Regions from separate parts of the Mus musculus genome. Here all the other regions are linked to region 1. Evidence: chromatin contacts called from public HiCAR-type, HiChIP or PLAC-seq, Micro-C and promoter capture Hi-C data. All regions are on one chromosome and are shown on one strand. The core of a region is the stretch at or near the end of the contact, and the rest is flanking DNA. Distances in the headings are between cores, read along the strand shown.

Region 1 (2,846 bases), core at 124-2,623:
TGCGCCGGCCGCGCTCAAACGAGGGGGGGGGAAGCCTGGGCCCACCTCCCCTCCCCCACACGAGCCCGCGTGCCCCGCCGCCGCATTGTACTGAGCTTCCGCCCCGCTCCCCGCGCCTGCCGCCGGAAGTGACGTCACCACGAGCCCCTGCGCTCCTTGCACAATACCGCGGCGCTAAGCCGCCAAAGCCCGCCCGCTCCGGGACCTTCGGGCTTCTCCCCTCCCCCCACCGCCGACATGTGCCCGGACCGCGCGCACGCAGCGCCCCAGCGGCCGGCGCTCCCGCCCGGCCGGCCCCCCCACCGCGGCAGCTGCAGCGCTCCCCCCACCCCGGCGCCCGACATACATAATGGAGGCGCCGCCGGCATGGCGAGCAGAGCCTCCCGGGGCTCCCCCGCCCCCACCCTCCCGCGGCGCTCGCCCCGAGGGGCCCCGGCAGGCCTGGGGCACGGTCCCCACCGCCACGCGCACCCATCACGCAACACTCACCCGCCACCTTCCGCCTTCTTACCTCCCGCCTGCTGTTGGCCCTGCCTCGCCCCTGGCGGCGCCACCGTCACCGCGAAGAGCGAGGTGGGGCCGCTGCTCTTGCCCGCGGCCTCCTTGCCGGCACCACGCTGCTGGGAAGGCTGCTGCTGCGCCGCCGCTGCCGGCGGTTGGGACTGCTGCTCCCCGTGACCGTTCTCGTCGCCCGCGCCCTCCTCCTCGTCGCCGAGCTCGTCTTCCCCCTCCTGGAAGCCCTGGTCGTCGCCGTTCTCGTCTTCCGACGCTGCCTCCTCTTCCTCCATCGCGCCGGCGTCAGCCGCCCCCGCCGCCCCGTTCTCCTCGCCCAGCTCCATCTGGTCGCCGTCCAGAGCGGCGATGCCCTCCTCCTCCTCGTCGTCTTCGGCGCCAGCCGCGGCCTCCTGCTCTAGGCCCGCTCCCGAGCGCCCGGCCGCATCGCCACCTAGGTCGAGACTGCCGTTCCCGGGCTCCATGGCGGGGCGGCCTCCTGCCTCGTTGTCCAGCGCGGCCTGGAGTCGATCCATGAGATCGGCCTTGAGGCCCTTGTCGGAGAGGCGCCGCTTCTTGAGCTCCTCCTTCAGCTCCGACACCTTCAGCTTCTTGACATTAACAGGCGAAGAACTCATGTTGAGGGCCCCGGTTCCCCGCTGACTGCTGGCTCCCTCGGCCTGTGGCGGCGGCGGCTGCTGCTGGTCGGCCCGGGCGGCGGCTGCGGCTGGAGATGGCTGAGTGCTGCTGCAGAACGGACCCGCCTGGTGTCGAACGGCGCCAATTCCTTTCACCGAGTTCGCGAGGCAAGACGCGGAGACTCGCCCGGCGCGAGCGAGCACGCAACGTCCTCTCGCAGGGGCGGCGCCGCGCACGTAATATAGGCGCCCCGCCCCCTGCCGAGGCGAGGCCCGCTAGAGCGGCTGCGCGCGCAGGCCCCGCCCCGCCCCCACTGCGCGACCTCCGCGCTGGGCCGGACCGCGCAAATGGAGGCTCTTAGAAGCCACCTTTCGGTTAAACGGACCCGCCGCAGTGGCCGCCGGCCTTTCCGGCTCTTGAGCCGCCGCGCTCCACCGGCGCTCTGCCTTCTGTGTCCTGGCGGAGGCTCTCCTCCACCCGCCTTCAGTCCTCACCTGGCATTTTCCACTCGAGAACAACCTCCTTTCTTCCATCTTAGTTTAGTTTTTTGGTTTTCGGGTTGTTTTTTTTGTTGTTGTTTCTTGGGTTTTTTTTTTTTTGTTTTGGTTTTTGTTTTTTTTTTTGTCCCTCCGGCTCTAGGTTTAAAAAACTCTTCAAGTTTCCACCGCTGCCCTGTAGAACACCCATAGGCGATTGTTATGCAAAGGTGGTGTTTTGTTTAGTTTTTCCACCATTTAACTGCGTTTTTAAATTTTACAAGTCCTGCCTTGCCAGTCGGACTTATTTTAAGTTCCGCAAGGGCGAGGCCAGAGCCTTTCTTTTGTCTCTTCCCCAACCAGTGGTGCAAGGTTTGGGAAAGAGGCTTGCTGTACTCCACCATGCCTAACAGCCATATAGAGCGGGCCTTGTGTTGCTACTCACCGTATTTTCTATTGACCTTTGAGTAAGCCTTAGATTTTCATGGAAGTTCCCCTCGTTGTACTATAAAGATAGGCCTCTGTCCCCTGCAAATCTGATCCACCAGTTTGGAGACCCTTTAATTACAGATGAGGAAGACAGCCAGCACCCAGCTAGATTATGCACTTTGATCCTCTCCCTGTTTTTTCAGCCACTCTAAACATGTTTGTATACCTGCTGACTTGTCTACAAACTGGTAGTAACAAAAGGCTGGGATTTAGTAAAAAAAGAAAACACCTGTAGTTCTATTACTTGGCAGAGTGAGGCAGAAGTATCAAGAGTTAAAAGCTAGCCTGGGCTACTTAGTAAATTCCAGGCTTATCTGGGTTGAATACCAGACCCTATCTCAAAAAAGAAAAGAAAAAAAATTATGATTTGTTTTCTGGCATTAAATATGTTGTGTTCTTGAAACTTTTATATAGAATTTAATTTCTACACTGGGGCCTTCCTGTGTAGATTGCACCCAAGCTATGCTTGGTGGTACATGTGTATAATTTCAACACTTGGGAGATACAGGTAAGATGATCAAGAATTCAGTGTCAGCCAGGCAGGCAGTGGTGACACCCAAGTTTGGCTCCAGCGCTCAGGAAGCAGAGGCACCCCACCCACCCACCCCCATCCCCTCACCCCCACCCCCACCCTGTCTATGAAGCCAGTTCCAGGACAGCCAGAGCTACACAAAGAAACCCTGTCTCAAGCTAAGCAACTAAGCAACTCAGTCAATAAAATTCATTGTCATCCTTGGCTACAAAAGTTCA
Region 2 (2,846 bases), core at 239-2,738, 1.5 Mb before region 1:
ATGAGGGTCCCCCAACAACTGGAGCAGGGGCTGTCTCTGACTCTGTTGCCTGCCTTTGGATCCCCTTTCTCTAGCTGGGGAAAGGATGTGCATAGACCAGCTGCAACTTGAGGTCAGGGCAGGGTGGTACCCATGGACAGTCAGAGGAAGCATCTCTGAGAAAGTAACACACAGGTACAGTGTTCTCTGAGAAGGGGAGACAGATGTGAGGATGGAACTGAGAAGAAAAGAGGGCTGTGATCAGGATGTAAAGTGAATAAATAATAAAAACGGAAATGAAAAACAGAGTGAGGGGGAGTCAGAAGGATGGACAGAGACACACAGGAAGTAGGATGGAGGGAATGAGAGGGGATTCCTTCTGGGATGTCAACTGAGGAGGAAGGTCAGCTGTTCTCTTTGCCTCTGAGTTAGCAGGCCTTCACCCTCACATCTAGCTCTTGAGTCTTCATTGGTTAAACAGAACGACTGAGACTTGGTTAAAAAACAATAAAGTGATAAATTTCTCCTTTCAAATTTATCCTTTGACCATCAGTAAGATTCATAAACTAAACAAATGTAATAAACCGCTACATGAATGAGCCCATAAGACTTTATAACTTGTATCATGCTTTTCCCTATCATAGAAAGCATTTAAAAGAAACAGGAAAAACTATAACTAAATACACAAATTAAAGATTCTTTATTCATCGCTGCACTGATGTCAGGCTCTAACAAAGATATGCTTAGCATGCTTGACATTAATGTCTTTGATTTTGATGCTCTGAATTTGAAAATGAAAGAAACAGCTATAGCTTCATTTCACATATGGACTAAGGATCAAACAAAATGCCACTGGGGTTTGAAAAAGCAAGCACATAATTTTCTGTGATCCTGTATATAAGAGAATTTATTAACCATTAACCATGTATTAGACGTTTTTCTAAAAACTTCATATGTGAAACACACATATATAAGTATAAATATATTATCTTTAAAATCCTGTATTTCCTTGGAAATGAACACAAATATTATACATCAATTCCAAAGAATACTCCAACATTATAGGAATTTGATAAAAATCCATTTTCATTTTTAAGTTTTAAATATTACAGATACTAGGAAGAAAGTAGAGAATTAAGGTAGAAAAAGTATTTAATCTCAAAGAAGCTAAAATAAACAAATAGCTTGTAGTTTCCCTGACAGTGGAAGAGGGAAAAAAATAAAGCAGAGAGAAAAGGGTGATGTAATAGTTTAGGGTGGTACACTTTAAGATGGACCGTCAGAGGAAGCATCTCTGAGAAAGTAACACACACACACACACACACACACACACACACACACACACACACACACTGAAAATTTCAACTCTGTTGTATAATTAACTTGATCTGGGACAGAGAATGAAAAATGCTGTTCTTGGGAAAACTTCATTTTCTTTAATCCCCACCCTCATTTGTGCAGTTCCTCACAAAACCTAAATCTGCAGCTGTGCTGGTTTGGACTCCTGCCAAGGTACTGACTCTATGCTCACATGAACATCCAGCGGAAGAAGATGCTTGTAAGAGAGGGGGAGGGCAGGGAGGGAACACTTTTGTTCTCATATTCATTATTTTGAAATAAATGCCTAACTTTACCTTTATTATCTGCCATATAAATCAACAACTCTTCTTTAAAAGCAGTTAAAATAAATATGAACCAAAACCAAATATAACAACTTAGCATTTGTCCACCCCAAACCAGATGGCATTCCAAGTATGAAGCCTCATGTTCTATCGAACTTTACTATACAGTTTCAAAAGAAAACTTCAATTCAATGAGAAAAGGGAGCAACTTAATAAACTTCCTTCATAAAATCACATTTATTAAGTCCTCAATAGTCCTACCAGAAAAATGCTACACATTTGCATGGCTGAGGCACTGAGAGTTCTTACCAAGATTTCTCTGCCAGTTTATGAAAAATGTAAAGTGTGACTTGCTTTCCTTTGTAGAACTGAGTAACTTGTTAAACAGGTGGTTAGTGGCTACCCTAGTTACTGCAGCTCCACAAACAGAGACCATATGCTTTTTAAATGAGGGATGACCTCAGTTAAGTGTTTTGTATTCATAGCAGGCAATATGGATAAGATGATAATTTATTGCAATCAAAGGAGCATAAAGAGATTTGTACTTTCATTTATAAAGGTAGCAGCAAATTTAAGTTAGTAAATTAGAAAACAATGAACTCTCATCCTTTAGCTAACCTTTGAATCACCTGTGTTCTTTTATAGTCTAGACTCTACTCTTTTGGCTCTCTACCTGAAGATAATTATGTCATCATTACCTGACTCCACAAGGTTCCTAAGAATTCAATAAAAACAGTACAATGTGTGATAATTTCTGAGAATGTGAAATACAGAGATTTTGTCAAAGGGGATAATTCTCAAACACAACCAGCATAAAACACTTGGAACTATTATTTTACTTGAATAACAACTTCAGCAATTTTGAGGCAGAAAAGCAGCTAACATAGATAAATCATTACTACTACCAATAGTCAATACATAGGAAACAAGTGTTCATGGGCAGATGAATTACTAAAATATGGTACACAATATAATATTGTTCATTGTTAGAAGGGAATTCTGACACCTGCTACAGTATGGATCAACCTTGAAGGTAATATGTTAAGATAAGCCATTCACAGAAATATAAACATTATGTGTCTTCAATTATATGAGGTACTTTCAATAGCAGAAATTATAGTGACTAAGGAAAGTAGATGCTAGGACCTGGAGATGGGAGCACTGAAGCAGCTACTGGTTAGTAGTTCTTCATCTCAGTTTTATGGATGAATAGTGGTGCTGGCTGTACAGTACTGTGTATATATA
Region 3 (2,846 bases), core at 129-2,628, 1.5 Mb after region 1:
AAAATCACAAGATCCCATGCTGGGGACACAACTCAAGTGGTGGAGCGCTTGCCTGACATGTGTGAGGACCTGGATGTGATTCTTCACGGTACCAAAAAGAAAGGTTCCACAAAGTCAACAAAAACCACCTGTCTCAAAAGGACCATGTGTGTACCTATCAATTCAAAAAGCAGAGTCGACTCTCCAAAAAGTCAACCAAAGGCAAAAGTCATGGGCCTTACAGCTCGCAGATGAGCTCCGGACACGGTTCTCTTAGATGTCCTGGACCAGATCCACTCAGCCCTGTGGCCCGCTTCGCGAGTGAAACTTTTTCCCCCGCCCAGGACTCACCCGAGCCAAGCACAGGACCATGTGGAGCTCACGCCAACGCCGGAGAGACTCGGAGCGCCCGCGGCTGTCCGCGGGGAACGCCCCACAAAGGTCTCCATCGCTCCGCTACACCCTGACGGCCCGGGGTCTCGAGTCAGACTCGTCCCGGGGGGCGGAGATCCCGCCCGCGGGCGCGGGAGACGAGCCCGGAGGCTCGACTCTGCGGCCATGTGCCGGCACCCGCCGCCAGGGTTATGTAACTAACGCCCGAGCGCTGGAACGAGCCGCACCGGTCGCGGCTCGCGGACGCCGCTTCCCCGCGAGGCGGTGCGCCCGGCCTAGGCCCCGGGCCTCGCCGCCCCGGCCGCCCCGCCCTCGGCGCGCGGGCCTGCGGTTCCCCACCCTACCTGAGCCCGCGGGCCAGGCCGCCAAGGGCCCCGGCGTCGCTGCTTCCGTGCGGTCCGTCACAGCATCTCCCGGGAGACACGGCCCGGCGCGCGCCCCGGGCCCGCGGAAGCCGCTTCTCGCTCAGTCTCTCGCCGGTCCCCTCAGGCCCCGGGTGCTCCTTCGCCCAATCCCGGCTTCGAACTCGTCCCACCGCCCGCGCCGCGTCCTCCCCGCTGGCGACTCGACTTACTGGGCTGGCACCGCTCGGGCCGCGCTCTGCGCATTACCCCGGGCGCACTGCCCGAACCCCACACACACAGCCTCTCCGCCCAGGGAAGGATCGTGGCCAGGGCGGGGATCCGATCGCAGATCGCGCTGCGGGGCTCGGACTTCTCGCGAGGGTTCCGGCCTCTGGCGCCGACTCCGCGGGAATTTTCAAACTTTCCCTACTAGGCCTTTCGCAAAGGGAGAAAACCGAGACGACGCCGGGAAGAAAGATTCATTTACGTACAGCAGGGTCTCTCCGCCTCCTAGGAGCAGATAGGCGAAAGACTACAAGTCCCATAGGGCTTTGTGCGCTGGGCGTAGTGTAGGGCGTGTCCGGCTTTGCGGAGCAAGGGCCGGCCTAATCTAGTGGCGGTTCCTGCTGGCAGCCAAGCGATAATCTTTCCGTCTATGACTGCTGCTCTTGCCTCCGTTTTTTCCGTTCTGTGCTCCAACTCTTCAAGGAAACGCACACACACACACAAAACCCAGACTTACTGAGAAACTCTTACTCTCATTTTTTTTTTTTTCTCAAAAAGCAGAGAGTTCAGGTCGCCTAGCCTAATCTTTTGTCATATATCTGACGCTGGGTAATTCTGCTGGCAGAGCTTCGTGCTTGGCATGCACGAAGCTGTAGGTTCCATTATGCCAAACCTATGTTTTCTTTTCGATTTGTTAGTATTGAGAGACGAGGAGTTGGGCAGACCCTTAGTAGACAAACAGGGACATGAGCCATGGCGAATTTCCAAGATGGCCAGCTTTTTTTAACCTCCTGATTTGAGACAAAAACCTGGCAAGCTTTTATCATCTACCTGCAGGTCACCTGCTGATGGACTGGTTCAATAAGTTCAAAGCCTGATTAGAACACGTTACACAACTGTAGTGGACCGATCAACCATCCATCCTTTCTGCCTTCAAACTGACCAACACTAAAGTAGGTCAGGGAGGTTTTAGAGGTTTTACAACCCCCAGGCCTCAAGAAGAGACTGGATTTTTCAGCTTCTCAAATCCCCTCTCTGTTTTGTAGAAGGTCTTTTTCTCTGTGTGTTTACTGCCTGCAATAAACGCCTTTTTAACTGCTAATTCTGCTACTGCTTGTTGTGCTTTGCCTTTTAACTCTTCTAGTCTTAACAGTTCTTTTTTTTTTTTTTTCCTTTCAGTTTGTTCTAGACATGGTTTCTCTGTGTAACAGCCCTGGCTATCTTGGAACTCTCTTAGTAGATGGGGCTGGCCTCAAACTCACAGAGATCTTCTTGCCTCTGTCTCCTGAGCCGTGGGATTAAAGACCTGAACCACCCTTTCATTCTTTTAACTATCAGTGAAAACAGATCCAATCAAGATCCCTAGACTGTATCATTTCTAGACTGTATCATTTCTAGACTGTATCATTTCTAGACTATCATTTGGAGCTCATCTTTGGGCTTTCTTCTGTAGACTATCAGTATCTCTCTTTGAAGCTAGACCCAGCACCAAAGAATTTTCAAACAAATGAAATAGAATGTGTCTTTATTACTGAGTTGTAAGAGCACAGGCAGAATCAGGAGGATCTCTGTGCGTTCAAGATCAGCCTGGTCTCCATAGTCGTTCCAAGGCTACATAGAGAAACCCTATCTCAAACAAACAAACAAACAAACAAACAAACAAACAAACAGAAGGGGGAAGAGAGAAGGAGAAGACATTAGTAGACTGCTTTAATCAGGAAAGCCTGTCTCTACTACTCTCTCTCTCTGCACAATTTTTGAGATAAAGCTGCCTCTTAGAAATAAACTGTTTATCTTTGTGACTTTTTCTTTATTCACTGCAAGATGTAAAAGTGTGCTAGTTTGCGCAAGGTATTATTCTAAATTGTGAGAGGAAGAAGTTAGACAAGATTTTGCAGTAAGTGT
Region 4 (2,846 bases), core at 227-2,726, 1.2 Mb after region 1:
ATGTTGTCAGTAACAGAAGACAGAGGGAATCCACAGAGTAGAAACACAACGCCAAGCAGTGGTAGCCACACTCCACTGTGCGTACACTAGATTGATCACTTCCTCGTGGCTAATTCTGTATATAAATTTCACCTTAACAAAAAAAGCCTTTAATAAATTAACCAACTATAAGCATATCACCCCTTAATTGGGCCCACCAGATGTGAAGAAACAAACAAAAAATAATAATGTGTCATATTTAAGAGACATTTAAGCACTGAGCAGACATTTTCTGGTACCACGGAACTGCTGTAGCTTAGCACCAAGACACATACCCATAATCCCAGTGACAGCGAAAGGGAAGGACACATGGGCCTTTCTCGAGCCTGGTGTGGTGGTACATGCCTTTAATGAGACAAAAGCAGGCGGATCTCTGAGTTCGAGGCCAGCCTGGTCTACAAAATGAGTTCCAGGGTAGCCAAGGGCTACACAGAGAAACTCCAAAAAAAAAAAAGTATTTTATCTTATATAAGTCTATTTTCCTGTTCAGCTGTAAAGAGCAGCCTGCATGTATATGCTATTAATGCCAGAGCACGTACTCACTATTAATGAGGTCTGTTTGTTCTGAGTTAATGCACCCCACCCAGATGCCCCGAGATGCATAGAGTTTGACACCAGCAGACGCTGACTCCGCTGGCAATCCAGGCAGTGCCTATCCCAGTCAGATGAATCTAGGCAGTGCCTATCCCAGTCAGATGATGAAGGGCTGAAGACAAGAGATGCAGATATTACAAGCCTCAGACCATGGCTGACTGACCACCTAGCCGTTTACACGAGTGGAGCTCTAGAGTGACCAGTGGCAGACTGCCTCTGGCCAGCTGGCTGCAGAGCACAGGTAAGGTAGCTTCTCCAGTGCCAGCTCCCTGAATCAAGTACAGTTTACTCAACTCCTCGCTCTGCCCATTGATGACAGTGGCGACAGACAACACCAGCTCTGGGGTTCCAGTCACAGCACTCACTACCTGGGAGGCTGAGCCAGGAGGATCAGGAGTTCAAGACTAGCCTTCTCCACACAGTCAGTTCTAGGCCAGCCTGGGCTACATGAGACTCTTTCTCAAAAACTGGCAGGTAGGTAGGTAGGTAACAGCTGAAGTTAACCTCTGGCCTATACACACACACACAGAGCACATACACACAGTGCACACACACACAGCTCGCACACACACACAGCACACACACACACAGCATGCACACACACAGCACACACACACACAGCACACACACCACAAATGAAACCAAGCTGTTCCAGGGCTTTGTGAACATAATAACTTGACGCTACAGGGGAAAACAAGAATGAGTCCCAAGAAATGAAAGCCACATACTCTCAGTAGAGCAGATAGATATGAAATAAGATCTTAGAACTCACCAGTCAGGGACAGAGGAGAAAGCATCGAACCACAGAATCAGATGGACCGAGGAACCACTGAGGGGCCCCGAGTTTCTAACCACAAGCAGATAACCCACATTTTGGCTTTCTTCTAACTTACCCTGTGACTGCCTGTACCCTGAAGTCCCACAGATTTTCAAAGATTTTACTCTTCACAAAAACAAAACTAATTTTCGATTGGACCCAGATGAATCTGTTTTCTTTAAGTTAGCAAGGTTAATGTGATCAAAGGAGGCTTTCCCTCTGATGACATGTACATCTCTACTAATTCCGTGAACTGTTGGCAATCGCTTAGAATCTAGTTTGCTCATGAAACATTCACATTAATTCAAGCAAAGCATTAAAGATCGTTACATAATGAGTCACACTGAAATGGCAGAGAAGCCAGGTGTAGTGGCTCTTGCCTGTAATCCCAGCTCTCACAAGGTAGAGCCAAAAGGATCAGGAGCTTAAGGCAAGCCTCGGCTATGCAGCCAAGTGGAGGCCAGCCTGACCTATATGAGATCTTGTCTGACTAAGAAAGAAAGAGATGAAATGAGGGGGCAGTGAAAAGACCGCTAAGGGGTCTAGGAGATGTGTTTGTGAGTAAGGAACTTGTTGGACACAATTGTAGCCCTGGGCTTAGAGTCCCAGCATCCACGTAAAAAGAACAGACATATACACAAACACACAAGTCATGCCAAACACACCCACAAATACACACATGCACTCATGCACACATACACACTCATGCACATGTACCCACAAGAATGCCCATGCACAAACACAAGCTCCCCTGCCCCTCTAAAAGCTGAAGGTCTTTTTAAGAGGGCGGGGATATGCATGATTACATAATTATATTCTCTGATACAATGTGTCTCTCAAAGCTTTCTTATAGACCACGGTGCAATTAAGATGACACAGCACAGGAAAAAAACTCAGCTGACATAACAAGGCATGGTAAACATGGTAATTGGTATCTTTCTCTTTTTTCTCTTTTGCTTGGGACCTGCTCCTTTCGCAACCCAAGTAATTTTCCTAGTTTCAGACAGCGATGCACATTTTTTAAATGCATCATTATTTATTCATACTTTTAAAAGATGTCAGTCAGAAGAAGTGTGTTGGAGAAAACATAATTTCAACCTGAATATGAGTAGCCACACCTCACCTGGGAGGGATTTATAAGTGAAATCTTGTCTGTACATTTTTTGCAATTCCTGGAACAGTTAGTTTTAATAGCAATGTTGTACTGTCACCAAATAACAGAATTACTATTCACATATGAGACATTTCCACAGAAAACAGAAAGATAGCAGGGGCTGAAATCAGGTACAATTTGCTATTTAATTTAGGCAAATTAAAACCCCTCCAGTCAAGCCGGGCGTGGTGGCGCATGCCTTTAATCCCAGCACTCGGGAGGCAGAGGCAGGTGGATTTCTGA
Region 5 (2,846 bases), core at 249-2,748, 1.1 Mb after region 1:
TTGTGGTGATGTCACAGAGGTAAACTCACCAAGGAACTTCTCGTGAGGTTCCTGTAGCCTCTTGCCACTTCCGAGGACTCGGGCGAATTACCAGAGTCTTGTGGTTTCTGCATTGAACTGCCATTGCTGATTTGTGGGTGGTGATTGCTGAATGGACTGCAGCTGCTGATCTGTGTTTGCTATCCTGACACTACTGAACTCAACTGCTGATGTCCTGACAACCAAGACTGGACTCAACCCCAAAGAATTATTTCTAAAGTGGTCTACTTCCTCCAAGTCTTAATAACTTTTCTTTCCCACTAATGGTGGGCAGTGGGCTAGAGGGGAAGCTGAACCCTTATTAAAGTAAGCTGTTAAGAACATATGCCTATACACTCACTGGCTTGCCCACAATCCAATCTATTAGGTGCACATTCTCAACAGAGGTTCCCTTTTCCAAGTGACTCTAGCTTGTATGACGCTGACATGACACTAGTCAGCACATGGGGCAGGCTGCAAAATTGTCCACTTCTTGGAGAAACTGGGCAGATTATTAAATAAGTCAATTAGAATGTGTTGATCTGGGCTGGAGAGATGGCTCAGCCGTTAAGAGCACTGACTGCTCTTCCAGAGGTCCTGAATTCAATTCAATTCAATGGTGGCCCACAACCATCTGTAATGGGATCCGATGCCCTCTTCTGGTGTGTCTGAAGACAGCTACAGTGTACTCATATACATAAAATAAATAATTCTTGGGACAAAAAAAGAATATGTTAATCCCATTAACTTTCTTAATATTGTGGAACAAAATGCAAGGTGAGACAGGTATACTGGTAAAAATCAATACCTTCAATACAATTAATTGATTTCTTAAAGGCAAAAAAAAAAAAAAAAAAAAACAGAAGGTAATTCTGAGCTACAACATTGTGAGGAAAATTTCAAGTTTGTAACAAGATAAAATTCTAAAAATACTTGATAAGCGGGGGGGGAAGAAATATTAACTTCTAGAAGTTTCCCTCATGAATATGAGGGATAGAGAGAAAAGGAGAGGAGAAAGAATGAGGGGGAAAGAGCCGGAGACAAAGGCATGGAGTCAGCGAGGCTCAGAGGCCACATTCCAGCATTCTCACCTGTCGTGTAAGATTGATTATCTCAATACAGGGGATGATTGTCCTTCCAATATTTCTTTCTCAACTTTAAAGTCTGGAGAAGTAGGCAGGGAGGGGAGCTAAAGAACACAAACGCACCATAAATCACGGGGACAGGTCTTCTCCAGGCTCAGTCAATCCCTCATTCAACACCTTCGAAGCGCAAGGCAGCCTCGTGTACTCCGGGGGATTAATTGCCATAAACTCATCACTTGGACTATCGAGCTCCACTGCTCTCAGCCCAGCTTTCTAAAAGGACGGGTTTCCTCCCACTTGACCAAGGAAAAGGGTTGTGTGGGGGTGGAGGGGACAAAATAACCACTACCACACACCCCCCAGCTTAAACATGTGTTAGCAATTTGCCACGTCTGTTCTGTCTCTCACACATACTCACGCGTGTTCCTTTGTTCAGCCAATTGAGAACTTAAGAAATCTTACCCATCCCTAAAAACTTCAACATGTCGTTCCTAAGAGAAGCATAATCTGTCATGTGACCGCAGTGTATAATATTATCTAGTGAGCAGTCTACACACAAACTCATCCCACTGATTAAAGAAAAGCACTGCTTTAGTTTCCTGGCTTCAGCCTGGATCTAATCTAAGTTCACATCTCATGACTGGCAACTGCCTCTCGAGTTTCCTGCTGTCGAGAAGTCACACACATATGCCCATCCTTCTTGTTCTCAAATTGTTTGGTTGGATTTTATTGAAGTACAATTCATGGTCTTTTAGTAAGACGAGCCTAGAATCTAATCCTGTGTCTATCACCCTGTGCAAGTCCAAGGCTAGTTGTCAATATTCTTTACTATGAAATGAGGACGCAGTCGAACTTGAGTTGTTGCTATTAGGGCTCCTTCCTATGCAGCAAGTGGGTCTCCGCTGCAGTGCAGAGATGCCCTCCGACCTTGTGAAAACTGAAGCACTGGGCTCACATGTCCAGTTCTGCTTCAGTGGGTGTGAGGTGAGGCCTGACACTGTGCATTGCTAACAGGTTGGTGTCAACGCTGCTGGTGTAGAAACCACACTGGAGAGCCAACATTCCGAGGGGAAAATGTAACAGATGTCCACAGGGTGTTCACCCATCCCCTGCTCTTCCCTTTCCAAACACCAAAGTGTTAGCCTAGGGAAATAATACCCTTAGACGGCAGTCCCTTTACCAAGGCGTGCCTACTCCCAACCTAACTGTTAGGAGATACAAACAGAATGTATAGACACACAAACTGACTCTGAGCCACAGCTGAAGCAAGCCAAGGCAGCCAATCACCTGCCAAGTAAGAGGTCCAGGAGGACAATTCAGACTGCTTTCTCCAACAACGGGGCGAGAGTCAAACCACAATCAGCCTAAAGCAGTAAGAACTCCACCAGTAACTGACAGGCCTCTTGACTTTTCTCCTGATTTCATTCAGAAACAACCAGAGGATGCTATAGGTTTTTATTTTCTGTCTGTCTAAGTTGGTTGAGTTTTTTGGTTTAGGCCTGGTTTAGTTTAAGACACAGTCTTGCTGTGCAACCTAGACTGGTCTCGAACTCACAATCCTAGAGCCTGTACCTCTGGGTGCTAAGATACCATACTTTTCCTGGCTCATGTACATCTTTCCCACACAAACTGCCTCCAGTCAGGGCATACTGGTGGCTTCCCTTGGCTCCACTCTAAACGTTCCCAACTGCCAACGCAAGGGTAGCTGACCACCTTGCCACATACAGCGGGCCCTGAATAAGC

Evidence for each region. Promoter capture Hi-C pulls out the DNA fragments that hold promoters and counts their contacts. Hi-C and Micro-C count contacts between places; a contact is called where the count stands out from the background. HiCAR-type assays count read pairs that join an accessible place to other places. HiChIP or PLAC-seq counts read pairs in DNA pulled down with a chosen protein or histone mark.
Region 2: a promoter capture Hi-C map of pre-B cells shows a contact between it and region 1. The contact joins the enhancer-like site here to the promoter of Hnrnpu in region 1. A contact is called at or near these places in 1 of 39 promoter capture datasets (pre-B cells), 1 of 115 datasets of contacts at active chromatin or transcription factors (pro-B cells) and 1 of 9 other capture datasets (macrophages).
Region 3: a Micro-C map of embryonic stem cells shows a contact between it and region 1, with 4 times the contacts expected there. The contact joins the promoter of Ahctf1 here to the promoter of Hnrnpu in region 1. A contact is called at or near these places in 9 of 39 promoter capture datasets (the C10 cell line, the HPC-7 cell line, frontonasal cranial neural crest and 5 more), 3 of 484 Hi-C or Micro-C datasets (B cells, CD4 T cells and embryonic stem cells), 9 of 115 datasets of contacts at active chromatin or transcription factors (the SCID.adh cell line, astrocytes, embryonic brain and 4 more) and 2 of 9 other capture datasets (adipose tissue and liver).
Region 4: a contact with region 1 is called in an H3K4me3 HiChIP or PLAC-seq map of the SCID.adh cell line, with 14 read pairs. The contact joins the enhancer-like site here to the promoter of Hnrnpu in region 1. A contact is called at or near these places in 7 of 39 promoter capture datasets (the 3T3-L1 cell line, the HPC-7 cell line, HPC-7-derived erythroid cells and 5 more) and 6 of 115 datasets of contacts at active chromatin or transcription factors (the 230-238 cell line, the SCID.adh cell line, embryonic limb bud and 3 more).
Region 5: a contact with region 1 is called in a HiCAR-type map of astrocytes, with 6 times the contacts expected there. The contact joins the enhancer-like site here to the promoter of Hnrnpu in region 1. A contact is called at or near these places in 7 of 39 promoter capture datasets (the 3T3-L1 cell line, the HPC-7 cell line, HPC-7-derived erythroid cells and 5 more), 2 of 484 Hi-C or Micro-C datasets (B cells and cortical neurons) and 6 of 115 datasets of contacts at active chromatin or transcription factors (astrocytes, embryonic forebrain, embryonic limb bud and 3 more).

The regions. Positions count from the first base shown.
Region 1 is chr1:178,336,442-178,339,287 of GRCm38.p6, forward strand. It overlaps Hnrnpu (heterogeneous nuclear ribonucleoprotein U), which reads right to left and starts at 1,374. Exons shown (of 14, transcript NM_016805.3): 1 at 512-1,374. The coding sequence starts at 1,130.
Region 2 is chr1:176,799,668-176,802,513 of GRCm38.p6, forward strand. All of the region lies in intron 1 of Cep170 (centrosomal protein 170), which reads right to left. Among named protein-coding and RNA genes, the nearest start is that of Cep170, 6.0 kb to the right of the region's middle. Within about 2 kb of position 1,489, at least 126 of the 459 cell types and tissues checked have an H3K27ac peak or open chromatin away from gene starts, as enhancers often do. A contact at or near this core is called in macrophages, pre-B cells and pro-B cells, where this site is marked.
Region 3 is chr1:179,802,637-179,805,482 of GRCm38.p6, forward strand. It overlaps Ahctf1 (AT hook containing transcription factor 1), which reads right to left and starts at 1,379. Exons shown (of 36, transcript NM_026375.2): 1 at 717-1,379.
Region 4 is chr1:179,491,670-179,494,515 of GRCm38.p6, forward strand. The region is part of intron 1 of Smyd3 (SET and MYND domain containing 3); the gene reads right to left. Among named protein-coding and RNA genes, the nearest start is that of Smyd3, 25 kb to the right of the region's middle. Within about 2 kb of position 1,477, at least 20 of the 459 cell types and tissues checked have an H3K27ac peak or open chromatin away from gene starts, as enhancers often do. A contact at or near this core is called in the HPC-7 cell line and the SCID.adh cell line, where this site is marked.
Region 5 is chr1:179,472,878-179,475,723 of GRCm38.p6, forward strand. All of the region lies in intron 1 of Smyd3 (SET and MYND domain containing 3), which reads right to left. Among named protein-coding and RNA genes, the nearest start is that of Smyd3, 44 kb to the right of the region's middle. Within about 2 kb of position 1,499, at least 10 of the 459 cell types and tissues checked have an H3K27ac peak or open chromatin away from gene starts, as enhancers often do.